Linked DNA regions of Mus musculus: all the other regions are linked to region 2. Evidence: chromatin contacts called from public Hi-C, HiChIP or PLAC-seq, Micro-C and promoter capture Hi-C data. All regions are on one chromosome and are shown on one strand. Each heading gives the region's core, a stretch centred on a gene start, on an enhancer-like site or on the middle of the called end of the contact. The rest is flanking DNA. Distances are from core to core; before and after follow the strand shown. Region 1 has its middle 14 kb from the start of Gm40423. Region 2 holds the start of Nubpl (nucleotide binding protein-like). Region 3 has its middle 37 kb from the start of Gm40423. Region 4 has its middle 13 kb from the start of Gm35135. Region 5 has its middle 9.6 kb from the start of Gm35135. Region 6 has its middle 9.7 kb from the start of Gm35071.

Region 1 (4,640 bases), core at 2,077-4,576, 280 kb before region 2:
ATGCCCAGCCCCAGCAGAGGTGATTTTTTAAATTCATGGATCTGGAATCAAAGGCCATAACTTGAAAGCTGATGGCCGTGTCCCTTTTTCAGTCCTATTAGCACACCTGTGGAGATAAGGTGACACATTTTGGAGGTGAGCTGACATATTCAAAGCCTTTTGTGGGTATGTTCCTGGGTACCCTCCCTTGCCATGTTTCTGGGACAACCTATGAAAACCCCTGGGAAGCCTTTCCAGTCATGGTCCCAGGAACAGCTGGCTGGTCAGGCTGCCATAATACACCCACATCCAAATACACTCCAGTAGGCTGCCTGAGTGGGTTCCTGGCACATGGCAGGAAAGCCACAGCACCATTGATGTTCTGGCGCAATATGGCCTCCTTGGCAGTCAGTCCCCTGCTTCTGGACCTGTGCTGTCTTCAGAGCATGCTTGACTACTAGCAACAAAAAAATAAAATAAAACAGTGACAGTCACTCTCACCATGGGTGTGTGGGGAGCAGGAGAAGCGGGGAGTACTCTCTCTTATGTAGCAGGAAGGTACAAGCTCCGAAGCCACTGCCCCAGAGACCTGAGGTGATGTCAGACATTGGAAGGGAGAAAGTCACCGCGGCTGAACAGTAAGCAGTAATTGGCCTGAAGCAGCAGGTGACTCAGGAAAGAGTTACGGCTGGTGCCAGAAGGACGAGTCTTCTTCTGGAGGTGGACTCTGAACGCTCAGATTAGGACACTAACTGCTATAAGGCCCATGGTACAGGCTATGGTGTCCAAGCAGAGCTGGTTGTCTGAGTTCACAGGACAAAGCAGTAGGGGTAGGTATGTGGTAGAGAAGAAACGACAGGAGGTAATCAGCTGTCCTTGTTTATATTGGCTCTGAGTCATTGTCCACGCAAGGCCTTTCTATTTTCTGCAAATGCAGCCCTAACCCTCATTTTCTCTCCCTGGATCCCAGAGAAGCATGGAGACTCCAGAGTTATAATAAGGGCCACACCCAGGTTGAATGGAGAAAGCCTGGGACTCAGAGTCCAGGGCAGTGAGGTCATCCACTGGAGGGCTTGGCAGGTAGCTCCTGGGACTCATTGCATCTCACTGCCCTCTCTCTGGGTCAGTAGGTCTTAGGGCACTCCAGCAGGGTGGAGGCCTGGGACGGGAAGACAGGGAAGAATTCATACACAGGCTGCCTAGCCCATGGCCCTGGCACCTACGTGGAAGGCTGCCAGACATCTGCTGCCTTGAGTCTTCCCATCTCCCAGCTACTATTCAGGACTATAGATTCTGAACTCTTTCTATCCCACTTCTTCCATGCTTTAAATTATCTAGACCTGAGGCCAGGTTATCTTGTTCAAAACTCAAGGTTGCAATGCAAGACATGCATTCTCATAATCTGATTTCTAAAAAATAAATGCAGACAGTGTGGACTTAGTCTGGCTGCATGCCACTTCTGCCAGCCCATGTGATGAATCCACAGTAACCTGCATGTCACTTCACAGGCCACAGGAGACATGCAAGCCCAGGTACCTTAGCAGGGATCCTCTGGAGCCAGCCAGTAGTACCAATTTAGGAAAAATAAAGTCTAAGGCAGCTTGTAGAAAAGTCCTGTAAAGATCGAAAGCCTAAGGCATATTATACCAGAGCCTTAGAACAAGCCTGTGATACTAGTAGTATCAATTACAATAATGCTTATCACTGTCCCTATGTGCTGTGCATAATTCACATGCTGTGCCAGGGAGCTGATCTCTGGAAAATCATCCTCACTCCAAGGCAGCTCTCAGGCAACTCCCTGGAAGGCAGTCTCTCTCCCTCTGTTAGTCTTCTGACAGGCACATTTTGACCCTCCAACTTCAACATTCTAATTCAAGTCTTGGGCAGCTATAGGCCTGGGTCTCTTTGTGGCCACCAGTAATAGAAGCCTACTTTTAAGAGTAACTGGCTCCCAAGAGCTGCCAATAAATGAACCAAGCTTCTGGAGAAACGTGACAAGGAATGGCTCTGTAAGAGCTAGGAGGCAAGGATAGTTAGCTCATGGCTAGACTCCTATCTATGGGTTGGGTGGGAAGGGTCTCTCAGTTTGTAAAAACACAAAATGTTAAAAGTCCTAAATAAAACCAAAACTGTTGTTGCCTTTCTAGAGCAACCTGTGCTGGATAACCTCGGAAAGCGCACATGCCCTGGGTCTGCAGAAGTGTTCTCCAATTGCTGGTTTGCATGAGTATTTTTCTAAGGAGCGTGTGCCGAGGGAATAAGGGAATGAGTAGAAATGGCATTGCATGGCTGCTGACTGCTCTGTTGGCCACATTAAACATAGGGTGTTTACAAACTCATTCATTTACAAACTTGAACCACAAGTCTCAAAGAGCCTATCAGATGCTTGGAGACAGCCCAGCCTGTGGTCTGTGGATGAGCACCGCTCCTGGACCTGTCCTTCAAACCAGCACAGCTTGGTTATACAGATTCAAAAGTCTGTACTGATCCAAGCTGGTCATCACTCAATGCTACCAAGTGTGGCCCACAGGTGTCTCAGCTGTAGAGTAACTCTGCCAGGAGCACCACGGATCTTCTAGAAGCTTCCTGAAGCTCCAGTGAGCCGATCTGTGCCTGGGCTCATCATTCTAACTGGCCAATGTCAATTCCAGATCTGGCAGGTCTGACAAATGCAATACTTCAGCTTAGGATGCTCAAATTGTTCCCTTATGTTAGGAAGGACCTGAAGCTGCAAGCAATTAGCACTGACTCTGTGAAACTATCGAGAGTTGATCAAGAGAACAGACGCTCAAAATGACTATTTTTGTCCATATGTGAAGTTGGCATGTTGTGTGCATGGTAAAAAAAAAAAAGAAAGAAAGAAAGAAAGAAAGAAAGGAAAAAAAACCCTTCAGATATGTTCTTAAAGTTTACATTTTGAATTGGAATTTTAAATATTATTCTAGGAAAAGCAGTACAGCTCCTTTCATATCAGAAGGGGAGCAGTACACAGACTGAAAACTTGCTGGAACCTTCAGTAAAAAATTACCATGGTGAATGAGCTTGTGTATTAGTGCAAATTAATCAAACTGCATAAATTACAACTCCAATCAGCCATGGAGTCTCAGTATTCAGAGGGATCTTGGAAATCGTCTGCTCTAAAAGCAAGAATTGTGGAAGACAAACGGGCAGTCCAGAAAAGCCCTCATGACGAGAGAATGCACAGAGAAACAAAGAATGGGGAGGTAACGTGTACAGAGGTTGAAAGCTCAGCCTGGGTTCCACGTTCTGCTTGGCTTTTGGTGGCAGCATAAGCTGAGCTGGTGCACTGGTCCTACAGTAGCTACTTTATGCATCAGGTCACTAGTCATCTAACACAAAGCGACGTAAGGCAGGAAAGATGCCTGCCTGTTTTTGTTTTTGTGTTTGGTTTTTCAAGACAGGGTTTCTCTGTGTAGCCCTGGCTGTCCTGGAACTCACTTTGTAGACCAGGCTGGCCTAGAACTCAGAAATCCACCTGCCTCTGCCTCCCGAGTGCTGGGATTAAAGGTGTGCACTACCACATCCAGCTGATTCCTGCCTGTTTTAAGGGGCATGAATTACATCTATGGTGGTGGAAAGGCATAGAGGTAACAGTGTGGGGTGGCTGGTCACATTGTGTTTGTAGTCAGAAAGCAGGAGTGAGGGGTGACTGGTCACATTGTGTTTGTAGTCAGGAAGCAGGAGTGAGGGGTGACTGGTCACATTGTGTCTGTAGTCAGGAAGCAGGAGTGAGGGGTGACTGGTCACATTGCATCTCTAGTCATGAAGCAGGAGTGAGGGGTGACTGGTCACATTGTGTTTGTAGTCAGGAAGCAGGAGTGAGGGGTGACTGGTCACACTGCATCTGTAGTCAGGAAGCAGGAGTGAGGGGTGACTGGTCACATTGTGTCTGTAGTCAGGAAGCAGGAGTGAGGGGTGGCTGGTCACATTGTGTCTGTAGTCAGGAAGCAGGAAGATGAATGTAGAGGCTCTGGTTGCTTTCTTCTTGGTTAAACCTTCCTGGCATGTCCAGAATGTCCCCCAGTTGGTTCGAAATCTAGTTAACAGTGACTGCTAACCATCACACTTTTTACCTTTATGATGTAGGGACTTGCAAGATGAGATTACCCCAAGTCTTCAAGGAGACAATCCATAGCAAGAGTGTGGCGCCTGGACTATCATAGGGTGCCTAGGACATCCACACCCAGTAAATTTTAGCTCCATAGAAAAGGGAACCTCCAAATATGAGACAACTCTGTTTCCATGTTAGTCTGTCTCTTTATCTGCCCACAGAAGAAGAAAGAATTGTAGGACTCTAAACACTCATGGTTTTAAGAAAAACAAGACTTGATCATCCACATGATCTTCTCTGACAAATGATGTCCTTTGAGGGAGCCATGCTTTTGCTAAAAACGTAGCCAAATCTGGTTTGTGAGTCAAACGGTCAGTACCCTTTTACTATGTATGAGGGCACGTGGAAGTTGCCTCCATCAAGTCGCCTCTCACTCCTCCTCCTCCTCCTCTTCCTCCTCCTCCTCTTCTCATGTGTAATGTGTATGTAGTGTGCATATGTGTGTATGTGTAGCATGTTCTCATATGTTGGCACATGTACAGGCTCATGTACATGTGGAATTGAAGCTTGGTGGGAATCTTGTTTTCTC
Region 2 (4,840 bases), core at 1,560-4,059:
TCACTGCCTTAAAACATTGTAACGCATTAGTATTTCTATGGATGAACACCTACCGAATCATTTGCTGCCAGCGCAAGAGCAAGGTTCACTGAAAGAAACAGAAAGAAGTCAGGTTAGTAACTTTCCCTCTATGAAAATTCATGGGAGAGGGTGCCAGAGCAAAAGAACAAAATAGAAAATAACCTTGCAGTTACCAACAGACACCTGTCTCATACTGAACATTTCACTAGCCCAGTTATAATCTGTTACAAATGTATCCAAATAGTTCACTTGGTTTTTCTTAAAGCAATGTTAATGAAATACATAGTTCACTTTCAAAGTTTATTTATAAAAATTAACTGTTTTAATATCTAATAGATGTAGCCCATTCTCCTTTTAAATAAATGGTTTTACACATCTGTGTAGATAGCTCACACACACACACAATTATACAGAAGCCTGGGATGCTGTGCACAGAAGGAGGTGGAGAAGCTAAACGGTGTGAGGCAGAGTATGGCAGCCAACCTGCCTATGCCAGTGATTCCAGACACAAGGAGAGGAGCAGCGTCCCCAAAACACAGTCACCAGCTCTGCAGCCAGGCTACAGCGGAGAGCAGGGAGCCTAAAGCTCTGCATTTGCAAGGCTGATACACACAGGTCCTCACACCATCCGTCTTCCTAGTGTGAATCCCAGTTCCTTGCAGAACAACACTGCCAGTTCCATCAGGACAGTGGTTACAAGCATAAACTGCAAAGCAGACCTGGATCTGAACCCAGCTCCACCACCTTCTATTATTGTATAACCATGACTGCTTTTTAAAATAAATGCTGTTATAGGTATCCATGTAGCTATAGGTTTTTATCTGTCAGTCTGCTTCCTTCTCTATAAAATAAAGCTGTCTCCTACTTTTGTAAGTCTTGTGAGGATTAAAATACTGTATATAAAGTTTGTTTAACCTAGGGCATGGTACTTACAAATCTACTCATATATTACAAAATAATTTGTATTCCAGATTGATAGTAGGTAAATCATCTAATTTTAAATACAAACTTTTTTTTAGTTAACCTCCTTGGGCTGATGAGGGTAACTGTACAGAACTATCTGTCACTAGAACCTTCAAAATACATAATATTTACTTGCCAATACAGCTCAATAAGCTGTTCTAATGGGTAGGGTTACAAGAAGTTTCTCACGTCATCATTCCTTATAGTCTCTTTAGAAAAAAAGATTTCTTTTGAAAATAACTCTTAGTCTTGGGTGTTGATTCGATTTCAGGACTGAAAATCTTTGGTGCTAAAAACACCATCTTAGTGACAAATTACAATCACCAAAAAGAGCCACGAAAAAGATTCCCCATCGCTAGTATACTGTTAAAGAGGATGTGAAGACAAGATGACTCGGAGAGGAGATGGCTCCAAATAAGTGCTTGCCACACAAGCACAAGGACCTGGGTGTGACCACAGCACTGGATAGAACAGAGGAGAGACAGGCAGGTCCTGAGAGCTAGTAGTCAGGCAGCCCTTGAAAAAATGTGGAGAACAACCAAGACACCCAATGTTACCCTCTGCCCTCCACACACATGCACCTGAGCACAGGAAAGTCTTGGTGACTTTAGAAATGCTATAAATCATGTGATTAAATGAAAAACAAACACAGTAATAAGTGTTCTCATTGCAAATATTCAGGTACATGTACAATGACAGTGAAAAAGAACAGACATAATTTAGTATACAATTACTGGATGTTTTAAAAGTAACAGCAACCAATTCCTAGGCGCTTCTATGGCAAATACACTGGGCTAAGTGGTCAGTGCAATTTGCATACCAGCCTTCGAAAGAGATTCCCAGTTAAGTGAACATAATACCGGTAGACAATCTAACTACTTTTTGCTCTACTGAATAGGCAATCTGGTAATGCAGATGTTTATTAGTTCAGCTCCCAGCCGTTATCAAATCCTAGTTCTAAGGAACCAATGTCAGAAACATCACAGATAGGAAGCCTGAAAGGTGGTCATTTACAGTGCATTTGAGAGCATCACTCATTAGTCAGGAGGGGAAGGGACACCTTACAATACCTGCGGTGGTAGACTTTCCAACACCACCCTTTCCAGAGGCCACAACAATGACTTCTCTAACACCTTCTATAGGCTTCTGCTTAGGAAGTCCTCGGGACATGATTTGTGTTCTTCTTTGTTTCAAGGCCTCACTCTCAGCGCCTAATAACTTTAAGTTAAAAAAAAAAAAAAAAAGTGATTTAAACCAATCATTCTCATCACTGGATTACTATGCTGTAAAAGAGAAAACAACCCAGAGTTTGGGTTTAACGGGGCTTTCTTTTCTAATAATGTTCATTGCCATAGACTTAGCCTTTAGGTGGTCTTTATTAAATGCTAATCTCAACGTCAAAGGTAATTGTTCAAGCTGAAATTTGTCTACCAGTGTAAGTGAGGATGGAAAAAAAGAAAAAAAAAAAAAAACCCTGAAGTGGACTTTTTACCGAGTTAAGCCCTCCGCAGATTTGCCTTTTCCTTAACCTATTCACTAAATAACCCCAAAACAAGAGAGCACTGTGCATGCCACACATCCATACTCGGGACAGTTTGGGACCACAAGCCCCAGCCACCTTGTAGCAAACCCGCTAGCGGGAGCGCGCAGGCACCACCCCGCCCGCGCTCGGCACACACCTGGCGCCCACAACCCAAAGCTCGGCACCCCCGGGGCGGGACAGTGGCCGCGCCACCACCCCGGAGTGACACCCCGCCAAAGAGCAGCAAACGCCGCCAGGTCCCCATGGCGCGCGGCTCTTGCTCGGGCCGGGATGGAAGCACTTGGCGTCCGGCGCGGAAAAATGACGTCACGTGGCAACCCTTGGCGTCCCCTTCCTGGAGATGAGCCTGATTGGTGTTTCTTCAGCTCAGGGACTCCATTTGATTTAATACTGTTTGTCATCAGCTAGAAATATTTTTTTGCAGCGTTTAACCAGATATTCCCAAAGCCTTTTCACATATAGCACTTTAGTTTATTCTTCCAGAGTAAACAAGAAGACTTATTAGGAAAAAAATATATTTTATGTTTGAAGGGTGGCTTTATGCTAGGGCTGAACTCAGGGCCTCCTTCACACTAGGCAAGCACACTGCCAAAGAGCTGCGTCGCCAATCCTCCTCTCTTGTTATTAATCTAAAAACTGAGATTTGGAAATTTTAATAAGATATCCCATCTTAACAGAAATGGGAAAAGCTGGAATTTGAGGATTAAGTTTTCCTTATTGCATAGTACTGTATATGGTCATTTCAGCAATGCCACTGTTAACATTATTATATTTACACGTGTGTGTGTTCACGCGCGCGCGCACACACACACACACATTGCGTGTGACCTACAGTACAACTGTGCACTAAGCTAGTGTCCCGTCCCGTCCCCCCCCCCCCACCGCCTTGTATGCTTCTGTTGCTAATGGTTCACAAAAGAGAGGTGAGAAGCCCTTACTAGATTCCAAAAAGTTTAGCTAAATCAGAAAATAGAACAAGTAAAGAAGCCTAGTTGCGAAGGAACTTAAGGGCTAGGCTAGTAGTAAAGCATTTGCATAGCATATATGACGCCCCAGGTTCAATCATCTGCACGGAGATTGGAGTAAAAGCTTGAGGGAGGGAGGGAGCAGAATTTTACTTGAGGGAGGTAAGAATGTGTACATATAGATAATCAGCACTATATCCAAGACAGATGAAAGAGCAAAAGCAATCCCTTTAAGAACAATAACTCACACACTTATCCAGAAACCAGATCCACTTAAAGATGGCTGGAGGTATGGCTACGGTTTGCCTTCAAAAGTCTGCATAAGACTTTCTCGGGAGGGTTTTTATTTCCTTCGTTTGCTTCTTATTTGTATTTATCATATCAAGGACTCAAAATCAGTTTATTTTTCTCTGATCTAATTCTTAATTTTAGTATTTTTATTATGGGCATAACAACATCAAAGAATTGCCTTAAGGATTACTATTCCTAGTGAAGTGTATTCCACGACGTAAGCTCTGAAACGGCCTCCAGACTCTTGCTTGCTCCCCTCAAGCTACGGCCCTTGTTGTTTCATTCCTTTATCTCTGCCTTACACTAGGCTCGCCGCTTTCAGCTTGCCTTCTCTCACATATTCTTTTGTGGCATGTGTCCTCAAATAGCTTTAGATTTCTTTTCAACTCAGTTTTTGTAAATGAATAGGAAAAGACACAGCTAAAAAAAGAAACTATGAACTGTCACTATAATCTGTTCACTAAATACCAAATGCCTACTTATTATAAGCAAACATTATGTGCCAAACACTAGTCTTAGAATATTCTACACTGCACCAACTGTAATACCCTCCACTAAAAGATACAGTCCAGAGCAAACAAAGAACAATTATGCTATGGCATGATATGTAATGAAAAGAGTGCTGAGCACTACAAGAGGCACCTAGTTAGTTAAGGACAGGTCCTGGGTGAGAAAACACCTGGGTGCTGGCAAAAAATGGGGGTGAGCTGGAAGAATAGCTCTGGAGTCGTGCAAAGACATCAGACAGACTGTTAAGGACTGCGGATGGTATACGCCCCACATATATTTATGCTTATTTGTCAATTAAAATAAAAAGCATGCTTCTCAGCTAGTAAAAACAAAGACATGAAATTCTCAGGCAGATGGATGGAACTAGAAAATATCATCCTGAGTGAGATGACCCAGCGCCAGAAAAACATTGGTCATAAAGTACAGGATAACCATGCTACAATCCACAGACACAAAGAAACTAAGTAATATGGGGGGCCCAAAGGAAGATACATGAATCTCACTCAGAAGGGGAAATAAAATAAACATCAGAAGTGGCTAGAGCGAG
Region 3 (4,709 bases), core at 1,080-3,579, 300 kb before region 2:
TAAGTGTGACTTAAGGAATGGGCGTGGGTGGATGTAACAAGAGTGGCCTGAGCTGGCCAGTTTAATGCATCGGCTCCACCCACTCAGCTAGGTGTTTCCTCATAGGTATTTTGTAGCTATTAGTCACAACTACAGTGGGTTGGTTTTAAGTAAAGAAGATTATCCTCAATAATCTGAGTGGGTCTGACTGTGGTCTCTCAGTTTCTCTGAGTCAGAGAAAGTCTGAGTGGCCTCCAGAGTCCAGGGTTGATAGCTTGTCTTTCCTGGTCACACACACACACACACACACACACACACACACACACACACACACACACCCTCTTTTTGCCTTTGAGACTTCACCTGATACAGTCCCAGGTTCTTTCAAAAAAAGCAAAGGACATCAAAGTCCAGTATTTCCCATAAACGTAAAAATTCACACCAAAAATTTAAGAACAATACATTCACGAACTTGAATAAAAGCTAGTGAAGTCCCTAGAAATCAGTCATTGAAATTCATTACTTTAGCACAATAAAAGAGAAAAGCCATACCATTGTCTCGATAAAACAGAATCAACAAATTCTATATTTGTGTGCACTAAAAACTGTCAGTAAATGAAAGCCAGAGTGAACTCTCCTGAGTACATTAAAGAATATCTGTGAAATCTACAAGCATTGCACTTAGTACCAAAATACTGTCTGCTCCCCGGCTGGGGACGAGACCTAGGCAAGGATGTTTATCTTATTGTTTCCAGTTGTCACTGAACATCAAGGCCACAACCAGTGCAATAAAGCAAGAAAAGAAATAAGTATCATGAATATAATTTTATAAAAGGTGAAACTGTCTTTATATATAGCATGCTTGCTGTATATGTTGAGTCAAGGCTCAACTGTTTAATAGCCTCATGATTTGAGGTTAAATATGTTTTATAGTAAGCCTACACTATAAAATGATGACATTGAGGCTGGGATAAAATATTATATACGTGGACCCAGCATTGTCTGGGGCTCAAAATGTATTAGTGTTGATAGTATTGATAACTTAAATGATTCTACCTAACCAAAGTTTATAGACCTATTGACTTGCCAAAAATTCTTATTACACATTTTATTTATGAATTTGTATATTTACAGTCATGAAGAATATTGGTTTGCAATTTTTTTCCCATTTGTGCTTTGTAAAGTTTTAGTTTCAGGGTTTTCTGATCTTACAATGGGAGTTGGGACTACATCAGCCAAAATGACATCAGAGAAAGAACTCTAGGACATATGTTGCAAATGTGATGTTTGTAGGCAGGTTTTTATGGACATAATATATATTTCAATCTCCTTTAATCCATCAGCCAACTTTTAGGTCAATTCTATCTTTGGGCTCATTTCATGAGAAACTGAGACAGAAAGGAAGGTTCAGCAATCTGCTCTGTGATTCATTGCTCACAATTGGCTGGATTCGAGGATCATTGCTTGGCCCCCATGTCCAAGCCTTTCCACTGCTTCCTAGACACGTTCAAAAATAGCTTCCAACTTACCTCGGCAGACTGTGTTTGTTCTTTGTGTACAGATAAAATTAGTTAGTCACAAGCACTTACTCTAACTGTCCAAATTAACACTGCACATGTGTCAAATGGACCTAAACTGTTGCTGAAGGCAGGGGAACCAGGAAGCGGGCGATCTCTTTTCATTCCAAGTGATTTGGATCAACACCAGCCTTCAAGATTTCTGCTATGGAGATAAATCAGGGCCTGTAGTAACCCGAGTCTCACCATATTCAATGTCTAATTTTTGCTAGGAATCAAGGACACAGCAGCTAAAACATGACCTGTGTTGGAGCCTGTACAAAGTCACTATGCATTACTTAACTGCTACACATTGGCCCAGAAGTATTTCATTAACAACACTCTTGCTGTAGATTCTATCTAGTTACCATAGAAACTTTGAAGGAAAAGCTTGTTTGTAACCCTTGGACTAGGTTCATTATGCAGCTCTATAGCTCTATTTAAAGATTCCCCTTGTTATTTTAAACTCTTCCCTTTCTGCTTGCTTGTTTTCTTCTCCTGCTAGACAGCTCAGTCAAATCCATTCATGACCTTCAAACAGCCACTCACGTGGTTTTCAGGGCACAGTTCCTGAAGGTGGATGTCTATAGCCAATGGCGCTTTTCTGTGTTTATCTGTGAAATAGACTTTGGTTACCACAAGATTTTGGTTGTTGTTGGTTTTTTTGTTTTTTTTTTTTAAAGCTGAAGTTTCACTTCATCAAAAATAAAAATGAACTGTCTTGTTTCTATTCTCTCTGTCAAATGAACTTCCCATCCAGTCCAGGTCTTCACAGAAGGCCCCATGAGTCCCCACTCAACTCCTCAGACATCTTTTAAGTAGGAAGTGTCTGCTTTCTAGAAGCTCTGAGTCTTCCTGTCCTCCCACCAGCCCTTTCCTCCTGGAGTTGCCAAATACAGCACTTAGCTGTGCTGGCCTCTACAGTTTCCCCTCCCCTGGGGTACTCATATCTCAGAGCACTTTACAGCCAGTGGGCCCCCAGGAAGTGAACTCCTGCCTGCCTCCCTACTAGGCAACATCTCCCAACAGGGTCCCTCTGTTCTCCTGCCTGATGTCCATTTGGCCCACGTGGAAATTCCCATCTGTTTGCAATTGGTTTTGTTCTGCAGGAGAGAGGTGGGTGTTGGACAACTGGGTTGCATTTATCAGGGTCATTCAGGGTCTGGTTTGGAGGGAAGGTTGGGGGCCAGATGTGGAACACTTCTAGAGGCTAAAAAGTATAACCTGTGGAGTTTAGAAGATTGTTTGGAGGGTTTTTGATTTTGGTCATAGAAGGAGTTGAGGTCAGATACCACAGCTGAGGGCAATTCCACATGAACGCTATGTGTCCCCTCAAAGACAGATCCAGTCTTCCAGAGAGAAAGTAGAGGTTGGGGCCCTGTGTCCAGGGCATACCTGCCTTTCCAGCTGACTTAACCCCTCAAGTGAGGATACAAATTTGGCATAATTTCATAAGTCCACTGAGGAACACACTGCGGGAATTCGTGGACTAACTTTTCAGATTTATTTTCACTATAAATTATGGATTTCTTTTTAAAGCAATGTCTTTATTGAGATATACTCTCTATCCAATAAAAGACCCTCTAAACTTTGTAATTTAGGGTAAGGGGTAGACAGTACTCGCCTAGCTTGCACAAAGTCCTGGGTTTGACCCCCAGCTCTGCTAAAGTATATGATACAGGGGATTTGGGTATTTGTAGAGTTGGGCAAATATTACTTCTCTAATTTTAGAATATTTGTATCATTCTACTCTAAACATTCTGTAGCCATTTATCCCAACTTCCCACTCTCTTCCCTGAGTCCTCAGAAACCAACAACCTGCCTTCTGTTTCTGACCACAAGTTTCTGGCCACCACCCAGTGACTTTAGGTATCCCCGTAGACAAACGCAAAGCCAAATGTGCACCGGGATTGATCACACTCCTCAGAAACCATTGCTGTGTTTCTCAGGCTCTAGCAAACCCAGCCTCATTCTCCCTATCACTGAAAAGAACAGATGGCTGAAGCCGTCTCCAGGCCAAGGCTGTGCCTCTGTATTGCCAAACATGCTGATGAGCCCTGTAACTCAGCCCGGAGTCACTAGGAAAACAAATGCGGAAATACCTGGACAGCGCCAAAGCAGCACAGGCATTTCCCAGCTCTCCCGCCACACCACGTTGCAGCTGCATGGGTGACTCCTGACACAGTGACCCTTAGTGGAAATGGGTCTGTGCATGCCAGATGACTCAGGGTCAGGACTGGCCTGAGTGGACTGGCAGTGCTAAGAACGGGCAGCGGTGCTGATTTCAGATGAAGTTCCCAATATGAGTAGGTGAAGGGGCTGGAGCCCGAGGCCTCAGGGCTAGGGAACAGATTGTTCATGAGCTAAGTAGACAGCTAAGCACTTAACACGAGGAGCACAGGGAAGCAGCAGCATGGACCGCAGGAGGCTGAGAGCTGCCGCCACCTCGCTTGGGAACAGCAGCCAGTTCAGGGGCTGCTTGCTGCTTGGAAGCATTTTTACAGGCACAGAGGATCTGTGGCACTCTGAATTGAGAATCCCTGATGGAACACAACTGGGCGGGTGTAGATCTTCCTGCAGCAGCTCAGCCTCTTCAGAAAAGGAAAACGAGTGAAGAAAACATTTGTATTTCCAAGAATACCATAGCAGCTTCCCTTGGAGGGAACACTTCATGATACAGCTATAGTACTTGTTAGCATGTGACTTTTCCAGCCCAGAGCATGGGCTTCTGCAAGGAGAGTCTGTGTCGTTTCATTTTTATAAGCTTGGCATATAGTAATTACCAGTAAAGCCTCATTTATTGGGTGAAAAATTTCAAGTATCTATTTCTAACGTTTTTTTCCCCCAAAGAACTCTGTAGCATTAAAAAAAAATCCTTCCTCCAAAAATCACTGTATTAAGAAGGGCAGTTAAAATAAAGTGCAAATGTGTGCTTTTAAGCATGCTATTCTTATCAAGGAAGACACAGTGCTGTGCGATGCATCCATGAGGAGAATCTGTGAGCTGAATAAAGATGTTTAAAACCATAGAAGACTGGATCTAAGACCATAGAGCCAGGCCCTTAACAACAAATACCTGGAATACATGTGAGCCCTCCCTTCCACACCTAGGAAAGACGCTGCCAATCATGTCTGGCTGTTTCCCACCAAATGTAGGCTTAAGTGTAGACTCGTC
Region 4 (4,569 bases), core at 1,615-4,114, 400 kb before region 2:
ACACATCCCAAGTGTCATACTGATTCCAATAAAAGGGTTCTGGTTTTGACAGTGTTCTGTGTATCTGCCTCGTGATGGGACGATGGGCTGCTGACAATCCTCATAATTTACATAAGCTCCAAACCCTCACTTCTCCCCACCCTCTCCAGTCAGCTCTTGATGCCACACTGGATGCTGCCACAAGCCCCCTTCAGATCAACATTCTAAGTGATATCGTGACAATAAAAGGTAATTTGCGAAAGCTTTCTCAACGGATGCCTGTAGCTTAGAACCCAGCCTCCTAAACTGTGGGTCCCAACCCCAAATGAACTTTCGAAATTTAATGTTAGAGTTGTGAAAATGTCAATGTTTCTGAATATACAATGACCAAAATAATTAACTCAAAATCAAACGTCAACCCTCTGGAAGCCTGTGTGGCAGTGGCCTCTCATGTTACACTACATGATCTCACTGCAGCCTCAGCTCTAAACCATGACCTGCACACGTCACACACTGCATGTTCTTGTGCCATATAAAGTTGCCTGAAATCTCTCCACTCAATCTCGCGCTATAGCGTGTCACGGATTGCAGTGTTTTCACTGTATTCAATGAGGTTTTCTGCTTTTATAGAAACAATTTCATTACAAAAACAAAGACTTTTAATGTTTTCCAGCTATCATCTCTCACTCAGCAGGTGAGTATCAAGTGAGTGTATCTTTGGATTATATTGTGTTATGTTTAATTTTAAATTGCCATTTGAGTTCCATGAAAAGATCATTAAGTTAATTTTTGGCTTGAGAGTAAGATAAAGTCTCTAACAATACAATATTTTTTTAATGAGTTACTATCAATAAATGTTTGATTCACATAACTGTTTTTAAAAGCCTAGATACTTTAGCTATGCAAAATTCTCTCTGGCAAAAGGGGCTGTAAATCACAGAAGGTCCTGAAGCCTTGGCTCAGAATATCAGACCACCATGGGAATGCACTGCAACTTAAGAAATGGAAATGTCCTTATTTGAAAATGTATAGGATATATAGCATACTTCATGAATATTGACAATCTAGACCAGTGGTTCTCAACTTTCTTTTTCTTTTTTTTTTTTCTTTTTCTTTTTCTTTTTTTTTTTTCTGAGACAGGGTTTCTCTGTGTAGTCCTGGCTGTCCTGGAACTCACTTTGCAGACCAGGCTGGCCTTGAACTCAGAAATCCACCTGCCTCTGCCTTCCAAGTGCTGGGATTAAAGGCGTGCACCACCACACCCAGCGGTTCTCAACTTTCTTAATGCCACAACACTTTAATACAGTTTCTCATGTTGTGATGACCCCCAACAATAAAGTTATTTTTGTTGCTACCTCAGAACTGTAATTTTGCTACTGCTATGAATTGTGATGTAAATATCTGGTATACAGATATCTGCTATGTGAACCCTAAGGGTCACAAACCCCAGAGGTTGAGAATCACTGATTTATAGATTCAGAAACTCTCCCCAACTCTACTTTAATTCTACCAAACTGACTCAAATCTTACTTAGTTCTAGTGTTTGGGCAGGGCAGGGGGGTGTTTTGTTTGAGTTGTTCATTTTATGTGTATGTGAGTGTTTTGCCTACATGTATGTGCACCATGTGTCTACCTGATACACATGGAGGTCAGAAAAGGGTAACGGAGACCCTGGAACTGGAGGTAAGGATGGTTTCGAACCACCATGTGTGTGCTGGGAATCAAACACGGTCCTCTGTAAGACAGGCAGCTGCTTTAATTTCTGAGCCATCTCCCCAGCACTGTGGTTTTGGTTTTTGTTTAATTTTGTTGAGAATTCTGGTTTTTCACATTTTTATTTTTGTTGTGTGCGTGTTTGTTGTAAGACAGAGCATTGTGCTGTAGCTGAGGGTGACCTGAACCACAAATGCCTCCTGTTTAGGCTCCTGAGTGTTGGGACTGTAAGGTGCATCACACGCCCAACATGGTGGGAGCTGATAAGCTGATTATAGGGAAATAGTTTTTAGTTTACCTTTAATTACTAGAATAATGTTCTACATAGAGTTTTGCATATTCAGAAAATTCAATTATGACTTTAATTTGTATAGAAATATGAATAATTAAATAACCTGGAAGAAAAGAAATGGAAACATTAACAGTGGCCACGTCTGGGTCTAAAACGATGTGCTCCTGTTCTGTGCCATATGTATTCACGGATATTTAAACTTCCTTAGTCTTGAAAATAACAGGAGATGATTTGTAACACTGTGCATTGCAAATCACATCTGCCTACTTAAAACCTCCTTTGAAATATATTTACTTGGACAGTATAATCCACACAGGGTTTGAGTCTTGGGTCAACTTTTCTTTGGCGCACTACTCTGAGTCATCCTCTCATTGAATAGCCATTAATTCCAACCCTCTGTGTGCCAGTCTGTGATTCTGCCATCATAGGAAAGGAAAGGCATGAATCCTGCTGGCGACATGTTCATTTTCTGGTTTTAGAACTAGTAAGATGTAGGGCTATAGATTATGGCTTTTGGTGAGGAACAAATACATCTCTCAATTTCTGTCACACTCTAATAGCTTCATCACTCATGGTTTCTCGTTTTCAATACAACAGGCACAATACGGTCTTTTGGAGATTGAAAAATGCGAAGGATGATAATTTCTCCTCTAGCAAACTGACCGCTGGTTTACCCAAATAACTTGTGTGCCGAGGGCACTTTCAAAGCACACAGTGTGAATGTTAAAGGCCCTCTGAATGAACCCCGTTGTTTCCCTCTCCTATTGTCAGATATGTAGTCTCGTGGTTTTGAGTTTTGGCAGTCTTCAGGTTAGGGCCATGCCGCCCAGAGGAATAGAGGCCACTCCGAGACTGAGTGAACTCTTGTTTTAACTGGCATATAGCTGTTTTTATTTGGGTTTCTGTGGAATCTGGAAGCCTGCAACTCATCCAGAATAAGGGCATTCCACAAATTCCATTTCATAAAAGCCAGTCACTCTCTCAGACACTGTTTCAGTTTCCTTCAATGTAACTAAACTTTTAGCAGACATTCCAGGGAAAGTGATGGAGGGAGGAGCCTTAAGATAAGCATTACTCGGGATTCTGGCCCAGTCCGTCCTCCTGAGTGTGTTGATAGTATTAGCCGCAGAATCATAGCAGTAAAGGAAATAACAACCAAAATATATTTAAACAGTTAAAATGTCAAGTCAATTAGAGGAATTCACAAAATCCCAGAATTTAAAAAAAAATAAATTTATATATACCAAATGATCTAACACAAATGAGATTCAAGCTTCCTCGGCAACCTGTACTTTCTCACGTTGTTTAAATAGAAACCAGGTTTTGTGCATGGTCAAATTTTTTAGCCTAAAAAAATTTTCATTTTTTTTTTCTTTTAAAGCAATAATTTAATTGGAACTCAAATGCTTTAGTTGTTGCTATAGTTTCCCCCTCCCCGCTTCCCCTATGAAACAGGGTCTCCTGTAGCCCAGGCTGTGCTCCAACTTGCTAGTAATTTAGGATTATCCTGAGCGCTAATCCTCTGCCTGGATTTGGCAAGTGCTGGGATTACAGGCTTGTGACACCAGGCCCAGTGGAACAGAAATAGTCTCCACATGTGGGGTCTGTCTGTCTCCCTGTCCTTCTGTTGCTTCTCTATGTGTCTGTCTCTCTCTGCCTCTCTGTCTCTCTGTCTCTTCCTATGTAGCCTGGTTGGCCTCAAACTCACCCAGTTTTAGTTTCATTTTACCTGCCTCCACCTCCCCACAGGCTGGGATTAAATGCCTGTGCCACCACACCCAGTCCCAAGGTCTCTCCTTTGATTGGAGATAAGGAACATATACTGGGTGAACATCAGACCTACAGAGGAAATGAGACCTTCTGATGTCCAGTTGCTTTGTGGATAAGCAATGAGCGTTGTGTCCTGACATCCTTCTTCAGGCTTCTGAGGAGAAGGGAGTCTCCTCAAACTGTTCTCAGTCACACACACCTTTAACTCTGTGAGACGGTCACAGACTGACTTGTGCTGCTGTCTCCTCGCCTTTGTGTAATTTAATAAAAATGGCTGCAAGTGTACGAATCCGAGCTGAGGTAACTGCAATGCTTCTGCTCGAGAAGGAAAGTGTTTATTTAAATCTCTGAAAGACACAGTGTGGGATCCACATGGGATGAGCTTCCACACCATAGGGCGGAAGAGAAGGATCTTGACTGTGCTGAATCCAAAGATGCCACTGGGTCTTGTGGGCCTCTGCTGAGCTGTTTAAACACCAGGAGGATTGGAGGCATTGCACTTCTTCATGCTGGCTGACTAGATACATCCTCTCTTGAAAACTTTGTCAAATTTATCAAATAGACTCATCTTTGCTATTGAGTTGAGCTTCTTACTCCTTCTGGACTTTACCAGTATTTTCTTCCAACCTCACTCTGTTGACTGCTTTCTTTGATACACAAAATACTTTGTAGCCTGATACAAACACAAGACTTTTAGATCTTATAGATATGTAACTAGTCCATTTTGAAATATATAGATATATAGATATCTATATATCTCACATACACACACACATGCATATATATATATCTTGAGAGCTAAGTAGTGTCTAGCT
Region 5 (4,740 bases), core at 266-2,765, 370 kb before region 2:
GCCCAATATAGGTGTTTGTAAGCTTAGGTCCTCTGGAAGAACAGCAAGTGCTCTTAACCACACAGCCATCTTTCCAGCTTCACAAGCTTTTATTATAAACATCTATTTCTTCTAGATTTAAGAAAATATGAATTTTGAAAAAATTGCCAATCAGTGTATATATAAATTACTATATTATCTTCTTTAAGTACACACAACAAATCAAATACAACACATATAATAAGATAGCATATCATGACAAAGATTTATCCTAGGAATACTAGACTGGCTGAATACTGAAAAATCTATCGATAGATATGCTCATCTCAATATTTATGCACAATGCTTTCAGTAACCAATAAATGAATAAATGAATGAATAAATAAAATGTCTCTAGGCAATAAAGAGCACCTACACTAGACCTTGAGCTAGAATCATATTAAATGCTGAAAGAAAAGACTTTTTTCTCCCTATAAGCAAGAATATGATAAGGAAGTCTGTTCTCACCACTCCACTTAGCATCCTACTGAAGGTCTTAGCAAACACACAACAGTAGACAATAAAAATGCAGATGAATAGAAAATAAGTAAAATGTTCTCTGATTAAAGATAAATGGAGGGTAACAACAACATTAGTTATTAGGGTAATGCTTATTAAAACTATACTTACATACAGCTACATACTCATTACAGAAGTTTAAAGCACAGATAAAGTACTAGTTGGTGTGAGGAGCAATGGAACCCTGTTGGTTGTGGTGGAAAAAAATGTTGGTGGACCCACTGTTGGGGCTGGGACTAAGACCTTGGAGAGGGGCTGAAGATAAAGCCATGAATGTCAATTTTGACAACAAAGTAACTGTGTGTCAAAGTAACAACCCCAAAGTATGAAAGTTCTCTAGGTCCCTGATGTACATATAAAGAGTGAGCTGGCACACACGGATAAAAACAGAGAAAACTGGAACGGTGTATACCAACATATGAACATCAATCATCGCCTTAATGTGTATTTCAGCAGACTAAATCTGCTTCCCAGTCTCTTTCTGAGATTTTAAAATAATCCCGGATTAGCCTGTGTGGTGGTTTGAATAGGACCCATAGGGAGTGGCACTGTTGGGAGGTGTGGCCTTGTTGGAGGAAGTGCGTCACTGTAGGGGGTGGGCTTTCAGACCATCCTCCTAGCTGCTTTCAAGACAGTCTTCTATCTAAGACAGCCTGCATTGCTTTTGTTTTTTGTTTTTTGGTTTTTTTTTAGAAGAAAAGAAAGTCATTTTGTTTCTATCTGTTCATGTGAGTTCATAGACCTGGTCAAGAGTGCAAGTGCTTTTCAGAGGCCTCTAGATTCCAGACTTGCTCCACTCGTGGGTTCTCCCTCCCTTTATTCTCTGTAAGAGTTTCAGCAAGGCAGTCCTCACTTTAAAAGCTGGGTTGATTGACTAACGCCTACTCTGTTGTTTCTCTGGTCTAGTTCTGACTTAATAAGCCTGGCCCAAAGCTGACTGAACTGTTATTACAAGCCAGGAACTGTTAGGAGCTCTGCAGAATTTCTTTCACAATCCTAGAACTTTTGGATGATGCACCTTTCAGCTCTCAATTTAGAGATGATCACGGCCATCAACTAAAGTTGCGTAAATCCAGCATCCAGATTCCTAACCATCTTGGTGAAGCGAGCTGTTGGGAAACCTGGCATCTGAAAGAAAGCTGTCTTCTAAAGTCCTAAAGCTTGGCTTGCTGCTTGTTAGTTGTATAATATCAGAAACATTGATTAGCCTCCCTGAACCTGTTCTTACCTCTTTGCCTGTCATAGGGACTTTCAATTCACACCAAGGGGACTGCCTACCTGCTCAGTAACAGAACCAGGTTCTTCTTGCTTCTAGTTCACTGCTCTCTGATTCCCTCACCCAAGTATATCTTCCCTTCTCTTTTCATCTTCTCGTCCTCTATCCAATGAGACTCAGCCTAAGACTCAGGATCTAAAAGAATAGATGATCACTAATAATTCTACGGACATTTATTTTACCACCAGTTAAGATATATGGTTACTTACATTTTAATTATCCTTTGCTTTATTGGGTTTAGTTATTTGTTTCTCAAGACATGGTCTAACTCTGTAGCTCAGGCTAGTCTCAAATTGTGGCAATCTTCTTGCCCCAGCATCCCAAATTAGGAGAACTATAGGCATGTACCAACTTGCCATTTGATTATTTTTAAATGTAAGTGAATCGGATAAAATGAAGTTTAAAATGATGCTTTTCATTTGCACTAGCCATTTTCAGGGTTGGACAGCACCAACATAGACTGTATCGTTTACCTTCCAACGAATATGGAAGCCCAATAGTATCCAACAGTGACAGCATAGGAGAAACTCAGATTAGTACTGTTTTGCCTTGACGAGTCATTATTTGATGAGAAAAATAACATGAACCTAAGCTCTGAAATACTGATTAAACTATACATGCAATTGTAACTTTAGTTGCAAAAGATCAAATTTCTAAAGAGCCAGACCATTTCCACCTTTCAAAAAAGAGAAACAAAACAATTATTCTGCCAGTGATATCTTCAGGTGATGTCTTCTGTGACACATGCAATTACACAGGATCTTAGATGTGGAAATGCCTATGTGAACTACTCTCCTGCAAACCTTCCCTAAAATCATGCTCTAATAAGATGTCAGTGTGCCTGGCAAACATTGCCCAGCAACCTGCAGTATCGCAGTAGAGGTCAAATGAACTTGTTTACCTAATTGCAAAGGTGCTGAAGGTCAAGTGATTTAGCCAAGGTTACCTTGCAGCGTTACTACAGGATCCAAGCGTCCTTGGACACCTGAGCCTCTACATTAGCCCCTCTTCATGAAGTACTGAAGCTCAAACCCCTCCCATACCCTTAGGACATTTTATACCCACTAATGATACCACTTATTCTGAGTGCCTACAATTTGAAAGCTCTCTGCAAAAGTGGAAGCGGAGGCCAATGAAACCCCCCTAACTCTGTCACATAAACAGCTCTGGGCCACTTGAGTTGCTGCAGACAGGAAAGGACTCACACACAGTAAAACCAGGCCAGGCTTCTACCATTCCACTAACTCTGCTGCAGGCAAGCATATTGCTAAGCAATTGCATAAAATTGGTAAATCTGCATTACTACCCCCATCCCCACCATATGCTAAGAGGTTTCTCCAAATGATAACACACACAAAAATCCATATCTCAGACAGGAGGGAGCTAGGAGGGTGGCTTCGGGGATATGAGGATTGAGATGCTCATACAAGATAAATTGCTTTTTGATAATTAGATTTGAGGCAATTTTTTTCCTCTTCTGACTCCATTGTTTAGTATAATTCAGAAAGGACTTAAAATTCCAAGGAGACAAATGTCTTCTCGACGTGCTCAATCTCTTTACAATTATATCCGAGATAACTCAACGAGAAATTTCGTGAAATGTATTTGATGGGCTTATTTGCCAAATATTTTCAATATTAAAGTGGTTCATTTTTTTCAACCAAACTATAATAAAGACTTGATGAAGAAAGTTAATCCAGAGCATGTCATAATTAACATTCTAAAAGAAAGAAGGGGGCATAGATGCGCATTGCAACAAATGCAACTAGCAAAATGTACCTGATTCCATGTTTTAAGGATTCCCAGATAGATCCTGAAATCATAGTATAAATAATCAGTCCCAATTATTAAAACAGAAATTTAACAAGGCACAAAATTAAAGTGCATGCATACTGTGTTGACCTCACTCTCATTCATTAACAATTATTAAAAATGCTTTCTGCTGACCTTGTACTTCAGATTCGCGATGACTTCTTTCTCTCTCTTCCTTCCTTCCTTCCTTCCTTCCTTCCTTCCTTCCTTCCTTCCTTCCTTCCTCTCTCTCTCTCTCTCTCTCTCTCTCTCTCTCTCTCTCTCTCTTTCTTTCTTTCTTTCCACAATGATTTCTCAACTAACAGCCTTTCCTTATTGCAGCAAATCTGCTTGGCTTTGCATGTTTGTGCTGACATTTTGATATACTAGTGCTCCAGGTCAACTGAGAACCAGCATGAGAGTCGTCTGCAGCCAACACTCATTGTTTTAAGGGAGAAGTAGAGGAATAACACAGAGCTCTTGGAGATCAGAAAATCAACAGTACCAACAAAAACTCATGGCAGCCTCTTTCCTTGGTCCATGTGGAAGCTTATCCCATCTGCAGCCCCAAGGTGCATTCATTACAGATATTTGGATGGCTAATATCCACTTGTAGGTGAGCACATACCATGCATTTTCTTTTGGGTCCAGGTTATCTCACTCAGAATGGTATTTTCAAGTTGCATTCTTTTTCCTGCAAAATTCATGATGTCTTTGTTTTTGATAGGATACCCAGGCCACACTTCACAGACCCAAAGAAGCTAAACAAGAAGGAAGGCCCAAGTGAGGAAGCCTGAATCTCACTTAGAAGGAGGAAAAAAATAGCCATAGGAGGCAGATGGGAGGAACTGGGTGGGAGAGGGGATGGGGATGGGAATAGGGGGTGTGGTTTAGGATCAGATGTGGGAAGAGATAGGGAAGATAACCAGGTGACCATGAGAGTGAATAGAAATCTGCAACTGGTGGGCATGGGGAGGCTGGAGGCATTTTGAGAATGTGGCAGAGACTTGGGATAAGGAAGGCATCCAAGAATCAATGGGGGTGACTGGAGCTGTGACTCACAGCATTGGGGATATGGAATCCAAAGAGGCCATTTCTTGTAGCCAGGCAGGAACCCCAGAGGAGTGATAAGGATA
Region 6 (4,511 bases), core at 1,711-4,210, 340 kb before region 2:
TTGTTGTATTCAAAGGGCTGGAAAGGAGCCTGAGAAGCCATGTAGCTCCTTCTCCTCACACATGGCCACAGCCTTACTGCTAGCAAAGTTAGCTGTTGGCACAGAGGAGTCCTCTCTCAGGAGTGCCTTTAGATGCCTGAGCCCCAAGAACAGACAGCATACGTAAGCACAGCGTGGGTATATAAGGGCCCCATGAGGAACCCCAGTCCTGGAGCCCAGGGAAGGCAGTGCAGATGGAGAAGGCTGGCAAGCTGACCAGCAGCCACATTTTTAACGCCCAGTGTTAAGTGCTTACGTGTGGGATCTTTATCTAGGAGCTTTTCCTAGAAAACACTTTCCCATCAGAACCAGGCTTCTAAAGGAACGCACAGACTAATCACTCCATCTTCTCCAGAAGTACTTCCTATCCTAACCATTCATACAAAAGGCTTCTCCCTGAACACAGAATAGGTCAACTCTAGTAGAGAGTTACAGTCTATATCACTGTTGGACCTTAGCTTTCTCTAGGCCCAGTCATTACCCCAAGAGGATCAGCTACCCCCTCACCATCAGCTACCACTGCAAAATCATCCAGTAGACCTAAAAGGAGAGCATCCTATGTGCTGAGCTCTAGAAGATAAAGGCATAAACTCTTGTACTTGGGAGACTATGACCAAGTAGGGAATGTTATTATTGATGATAATAGAAATGGCTATACCCTTTACTAAATAATTTTATCTCTCAGCAATACTAGAGCATTATCATTATTCACAAAGAAGCTGAAGCTTCTGTGTGGCCCAAGGTCACACAGATGATTAGTGATAGAACACATGTCCTTTCTCCAAAGATCACAGGCCAAATGTTGTGTGACAAAGCATTTCCTGAGGAGATGCAGCACATACTTCTACTCATCCCAGATAAGGAACTCATGACAGACCAAAGTACAGATACCACTAACATCCAACTTGGGGAACCAGTGAGTTTTATTCATCTCACTTACTGGAGTATAGGTGAGGGGTTACTTACTGGAGAAGAAATGACTCAAAGCCAGATGTATCACCAAGGCCCATCCAAGCATGGATAAACACTCATAAAAGCTAGGAAGCTGGAGCTCGCCACACAGTCTGCGGGTGGGTCAACAGGTTGGAGAGTGTCCTTTTCAGGTGCCTCAGTTGGTCTAACCTTCCTCCAGGCATCTAGGCTGGTCTCAGAGTCTTCTTTGCAGCTTGTCTTGTCTGAGTGACACTGAGAAACTTGGCTTGTTTACCCTTGGGAAGGAGCACAGTGTTTTCCTGAAAAAGACACAGGTGAAAGGCTAAGACAGACTTGTGAAGGAACATTTCACTGAAGCAGACAAGTAAAAGGATGTTCTGCTAAAGCAAGCACATGAAAGGGCTGTGATGAAGGATTCATTGCTAACACCACCCATGTATTAGCCTGCACCAAAAACCTTGTTGTGTTGTGCAGTGGCTTTTTGCTGTTTCTGAGGACTCAGGCTGATTGGCAGAGCGATGTTAGCTGAGACAGATGCACACGCTGAGACAAAACCCGTGGAGGATACATGATGTTTGGAGGGAATATAAAAAGGACTCCACAGACAGTGATGGAGGCTGAGCTTGGCTTGCTTATAGAGCTATCTGTGCAACTTTTGTTGGCCTCAAGTCTTCTTCATTGGTCTTTGCTTTGCTGAGAGAGGCACAGCCAAGAACCTCTCCTGGCATTCCTGGTTCCTCCTGCTGACTCAAGGCAAGGCTGAGGCCTGGCTGTTTCTGCTGAGTAGTGCCACCGATGCTGAGTCATGGTTGCTATCCCGACTCTGCTGAACTGGACTGCTGGTGTGAAGTGTTGGAAAGTGGGTCGACCTGCTGCCACCTGCTAACCTGTGAACTGAACTGCTGATTTCCAGACAATACGGACAGAAGTTGCTCCAAAGAACCATTTCTAAACAGGTCCACATCCCCCATATCCTTTCTTTCCCACTACCTTTGGTAGGTGGTGGGCTAAAAGGGAGGTTAAAGCATTTAAGAACCATGATTAAAAGTATGTGTTGAAAAAGTTAAAGTTGCAGTGGGCAAAGCAGAATTTTTCACAAGGTGGGAAAAACTGCAAAGGATTAAGTACAAGACAACCTGGGAGTTCATAGCTTACAGGCTTGGTTAGGTTTTTTGTTTGGTTTGGTTTTGCTTGCGTTTTTTTTTTTTTTATTTGTTTGTTTGTTTTCCCTCCTAACTTGACACAAGCTAGAACCATTCAGGAAGAGAGAACCTCAATTGCGAAAACAACCTCACCAGATTGGCCTATGGGAAAGCCTGTGAGGCACTCTAAATTAGTGATTAACGTGAGTGGGTCCAGCCCATTGTGGGCGGTGCCACCTCTGGGTAGGTAGCCATGGACTGTATTAAAAAACAGACAAACAAACAAACAAAAACAACAACAACAAAAACAGGATGAGCTATCCAGTAAGAAGTATTTCCTGTGTGGCCTTTGCTTCAGTTCCTGCTGCCAAGTTCCTGCCCTGAGTTCTTGCCCTGACTTCCCTGAGTGACCATGCAGGGCCTGAGAGTTGTAAGCTGAACTGAAGCCTTCTTCCCTAACATTCTTTTGCTCGTGGTGTTTATCACGGCAGTAGAAGCCCTAAGATGTTAACATAGTGTGAAAAGCTAGACAAAGAATTCTCAGAAGAGAACAATCCCTAGTGCAGGGACAGAGCAAAAGTTAGCCACCTCTGCATGTGCATAGGCCTCCTGCCCTGTCTCTCTGCCCCTACTTCCTCCTCAGCGTCTTGACTAGACAAAATGTGGACGGCCAGCTCAGACTGTGGTTGGACATCCATCCTCCTTTCTTCTCTGCACCTCGGCCCCCACCTCAGGTCACACAGTTCCTCTCCATCAAAGCAAGCAACAGTCTGGGCTGCCTCAGGAGCCGAGAGTGGGCCGCGGTGCTTGTGAGGGAAATCAATGCGTTGAACCCGGATGTATCCGGATGGAGTGACTCCATTACAAACTCACTGGGTCACGCTTGAACAAGCGGAGGATTCTTCCCCTCTCTCCAAGAGCCGCAGCTGCAATACGTCTGCGCTGCTTCGCAGGCTCTTACCAGCGTTGGTTTTTTTTTTTTTTTTTTTTTTTTTTAATGAAGTGTAGTGGGTCTGAAGCGAAGTCTGTTAGTTCTCATGAAAAGAATTAAAATTTGGTCTTGTGCTGCGTTTTGAGCTCTGAAGCAGAACTCCGGGCTCATTATTCAGAAAACAGTCATTTATTTTCATCCCCCAGTATTAATTGTGCTGCTGTATTTCCACCTGATGGGATGATGCGCTCATTATTAAGAAGGGTTTGCCCATAGGCAATGATTGATTACAATTACTTACAAAGCAGTGCTCAGGGAGGATTTGAAAGGGACAGATACTGCCATGCTAAAGGGGTCCCTGGCTAGAAAGGGAAAACTAATTACCATCAAGTGACATTCCACGCAAGCCAGTGTGGTGGCTAGGACTTGTGCAACACAACCCTTGTGAAGGTGCCCGGCTGAGTGCTCCCTCCCTCCCTCCGCCCCTCCCTCTCTTCTTCTCTCCCTCCCTCAGTCCCTCCATCCTTCCTTTTCCTTTCTAGCAAAATAAAATAAAATAAAGTAAAATAAAATAAAATAAAATAAAATCACTGCTGATGAGCATAAGTAAGGTAAGGGAATCAAGCACGGTCTTTAGTTCTTCCCCCAGCTATTCAATTAACTGTGTATGTCCCAATGCAAACGCTATCATGGCAATTCTGTTTGCAGATTGCCAGTAGTTTTGATTTCAGGGGACCTGGCATGTAAGGAGCTGCTTGGTAAATACCTGCTTGACAGATGAACAATGCCAGGGCCTGTTCCTGTTCTCCTGTGCGCTTCCCCTCCCTGCAACCTGCTCACAGTGAGAAATCCTTTTGGAGATCATGAGCTATGGTTCTGAAAGATGCTGGGAGCTTTACAGGGAGAGTGAGAGAGAGAGGAGCAGAGCAGGGTGAACTGCCAAAACACTGGGAGAAAATAAAGGAGGGCGTGGAAGACTAAAGGGACAGGAGGAGGAGAAGGAAGGTGACATCGGGCAACCATGGGGGTCAGCAGCAGCCCCATCACAACTTTAAATAGCTCTAGGTTAATCTAAAACAAGCAATGTGACCTGCTAGCCTCAATCAGTGGGAAGCACAGGCTGCCCCATGGGAAGACATTTGCTGGCAGTTCAACAAACTAAATAGAAGCTTTTAAAGAGAAAGGAAATGAAAGAAAAGCCTCCCTGGTGGAGAGATAACTCAACAGTTAAGCACACTGGCTGCTCTTTCTAAGGACCTGGGTTCAGTTCCTGGCACTGACATGGTGTCTAACAACCACCTCTAACTCCAGTTCTAGGGGATCTGACATCCTCTTTTGGCTTCCTCAGGCACTATACATATGAGGTACACAGACACGCTTGCAAGACACACACACACACACACACACACACACACACATTCATTATACATATATATATATATATATATATATATATATATATATAT

The links. Promoter capture Hi-C pulls out the DNA fragments that hold promoters and counts their contacts. Hi-C and Micro-C count contacts between places; a contact is called where the count stands out from the background. HiChIP or PLAC-seq counts read pairs in DNA pulled down with a chosen protein or histone mark.
Region 1: a contact with region 2 is called in a promoter capture Hi-C map of liver, with 2.4 times the contacts expected there. The contact joins the enhancer-like site here to the promoter of Nubpl in region 2. A contact is called at or near these places in 14 of 39 promoter capture datasets (the 3T3-L1 cell line, 3T3-L1-derived adipocytes, the HPC-7 cell line and 7 more), 2 of 484 Hi-C or Micro-C datasets (embryonic stem cells and nephron progenitors), 3 of 115 datasets of contacts at active chromatin or transcription factors (all in embryonic stem cells) and 4 of 9 other capture datasets (adipose tissue, embryonic stem cells, liver and 1 more).
Region 3: a contact with region 2 is called in an H3K4me3 HiChIP or PLAC-seq map of embryonic stem cells, with 2.9 times the contacts expected there. The contact joins the enhancer-like site here to the promoter of Nubpl in region 2. A contact is called at or near these places in 7 of 39 promoter capture datasets (the 3T3-L1 cell line, cranial neural crest, embryonic stem cells and 3 more), 4 of 484 Hi-C or Micro-C datasets (cortical neurons, embryonic stem cells and nephron progenitors), 6 of 115 datasets of contacts at active chromatin or transcription factors (embryonic stem cells and microglia) and 4 of 9 other capture datasets (adipose tissue, embryonic stem cells, liver and 1 more).
Region 4: a contact with region 2 is called in a Micro-C map of stem cell-derived neural progenitor cells, with 2.7 times the contacts expected there. The contact joins the enhancer-like site here to the promoter of Nubpl in region 2. A contact is called at or near these places in 13 of 39 promoter capture datasets (the 3T3-L1 cell line, cranial neural crest, embryonic stem cells and 7 more), 15 of 484 Hi-C or Micro-C datasets (CD4 T cells, CD8 T cells, LSK cells and 8 more), 31 of 115 datasets of contacts at active chromatin or transcription factors (the SCID.adh cell line, astrocytes, bone marrow-derived macrophages and 18 more) and 3 of 9 other capture datasets (adipose tissue, liver and macrophages).
Region 5: a contact with region 2 is called in a promoter capture Hi-C map of liver, with 3 times the contacts expected there. The contact joins the enhancer-like site here to the promoter of Nubpl in region 2. A contact is called at or near these places in 8 of 39 promoter capture datasets (cranial neural crest, embryonic stem cells, hematopoietic stem and progenitor cells and 4 more), 5 of 115 datasets of contacts at active chromatin or transcription factors (embryonic stem cells, hepatocytes, microglia and 1 more) and 3 of 9 other capture datasets (adipose tissue, macrophages and pancreatic islet).
Region 6: a Hi-C map of cerebral cortex shows a contact between it and region 2, with 2.3 times the contacts expected there. The contact joins the enhancer-like site here to the promoter of Nubpl in region 2. A contact is called at or near these places in 9 of 39 promoter capture datasets (the 3T3-L1 cell line, 3T3-L1-derived adipocytes, embryonic stem cells and 4 more), 1 of 484 Hi-C or Micro-C datasets (cerebral cortex) and 4 of 9 other capture datasets (adipose tissue, liver, macrophages and 1 more).

What each region holds. Positions count from the first base shown.
Region 1 is chr12:52,373,362-52,378,001 of GRCm38.p6, reverse strand. No RefSeq gene overlaps it. Among named protein-coding and RNA genes, the nearest start is that of Gm40423, 14 kb to the right of the region's middle. Within about 2 kb of position 3,326, at least 4 of the 459 cell types and tissues checked have an H3K27ac peak or open chromatin away from gene starts, as enhancers often do.
Region 2 is chr12:52,095,715-52,100,554 of GRCm38.p6, reverse strand. It overlaps Nubpl (nucleotide binding protein-like), which reads right to left and starts at 2,809. Exons shown (of 11, transcript NM_029760.2): 1 at 2,664-2,809; 2 at 2,055-2,202; 3 at 54-88. The coding sequence starts at 2,771.
Region 3 is chr12:52,395,586-52,400,294 of GRCm38.p6, reverse strand. No RefSeq gene overlaps it. Among named protein-coding and RNA genes, the nearest start is that of Gm40423, 37 kb to the right of the region's middle. Within about 2 kb of position 2,329, at least 107 of the 459 cell types and tissues checked have an H3K27ac peak or open chromatin away from gene starts, as enhancers often do. A contact at or near this core is called in adipose tissue, cortical neurons, embryonic stem cells and 3 more, where this site is marked.
Region 4 is chr12:52,491,811-52,496,379 of GRCm38.p6, reverse strand. No RefSeq gene overlaps it. Among named protein-coding and RNA genes, the nearest start is that of Gm35135, 13 kb to the right of the region's middle. Within about 2 kb of position 2,864, at least 78 of the 459 cell types and tissues checked have an H3K27ac peak or open chromatin away from gene starts, as enhancers often do. A contact at or near this core is called in the SCID.adh cell line, adipose tissue, astrocytes and 2 more, where this site is marked.
Region 5 is chr12:52,468,651-52,473,390 of GRCm38.p6, reverse strand. No RefSeq gene overlaps it. Among named protein-coding and RNA genes, the nearest start is that of Gm35135, 9.6 kb to the left of the region's middle. Within about 2 kb of position 1,515, at least 6 of the 459 cell types and tissues checked have an H3K27ac peak or open chromatin away from gene starts, as enhancers often do. A contact at or near this core is called in hepatocytes and liver, where this site is marked.
Region 6 is chr12:52,434,395-52,438,905 of GRCm38.p6, reverse strand. No RefSeq gene overlaps it. Among named protein-coding and RNA genes, the nearest start is that of Gm35071, 9.7 kb to the left of the region's middle. Within about 2 kb of position 2,960, at least 34 of the 459 cell types and tissues checked have an H3K27ac peak or open chromatin away from gene starts, as enhancers often do. A contact at or near this core is called in cerebral cortex, where this site is marked.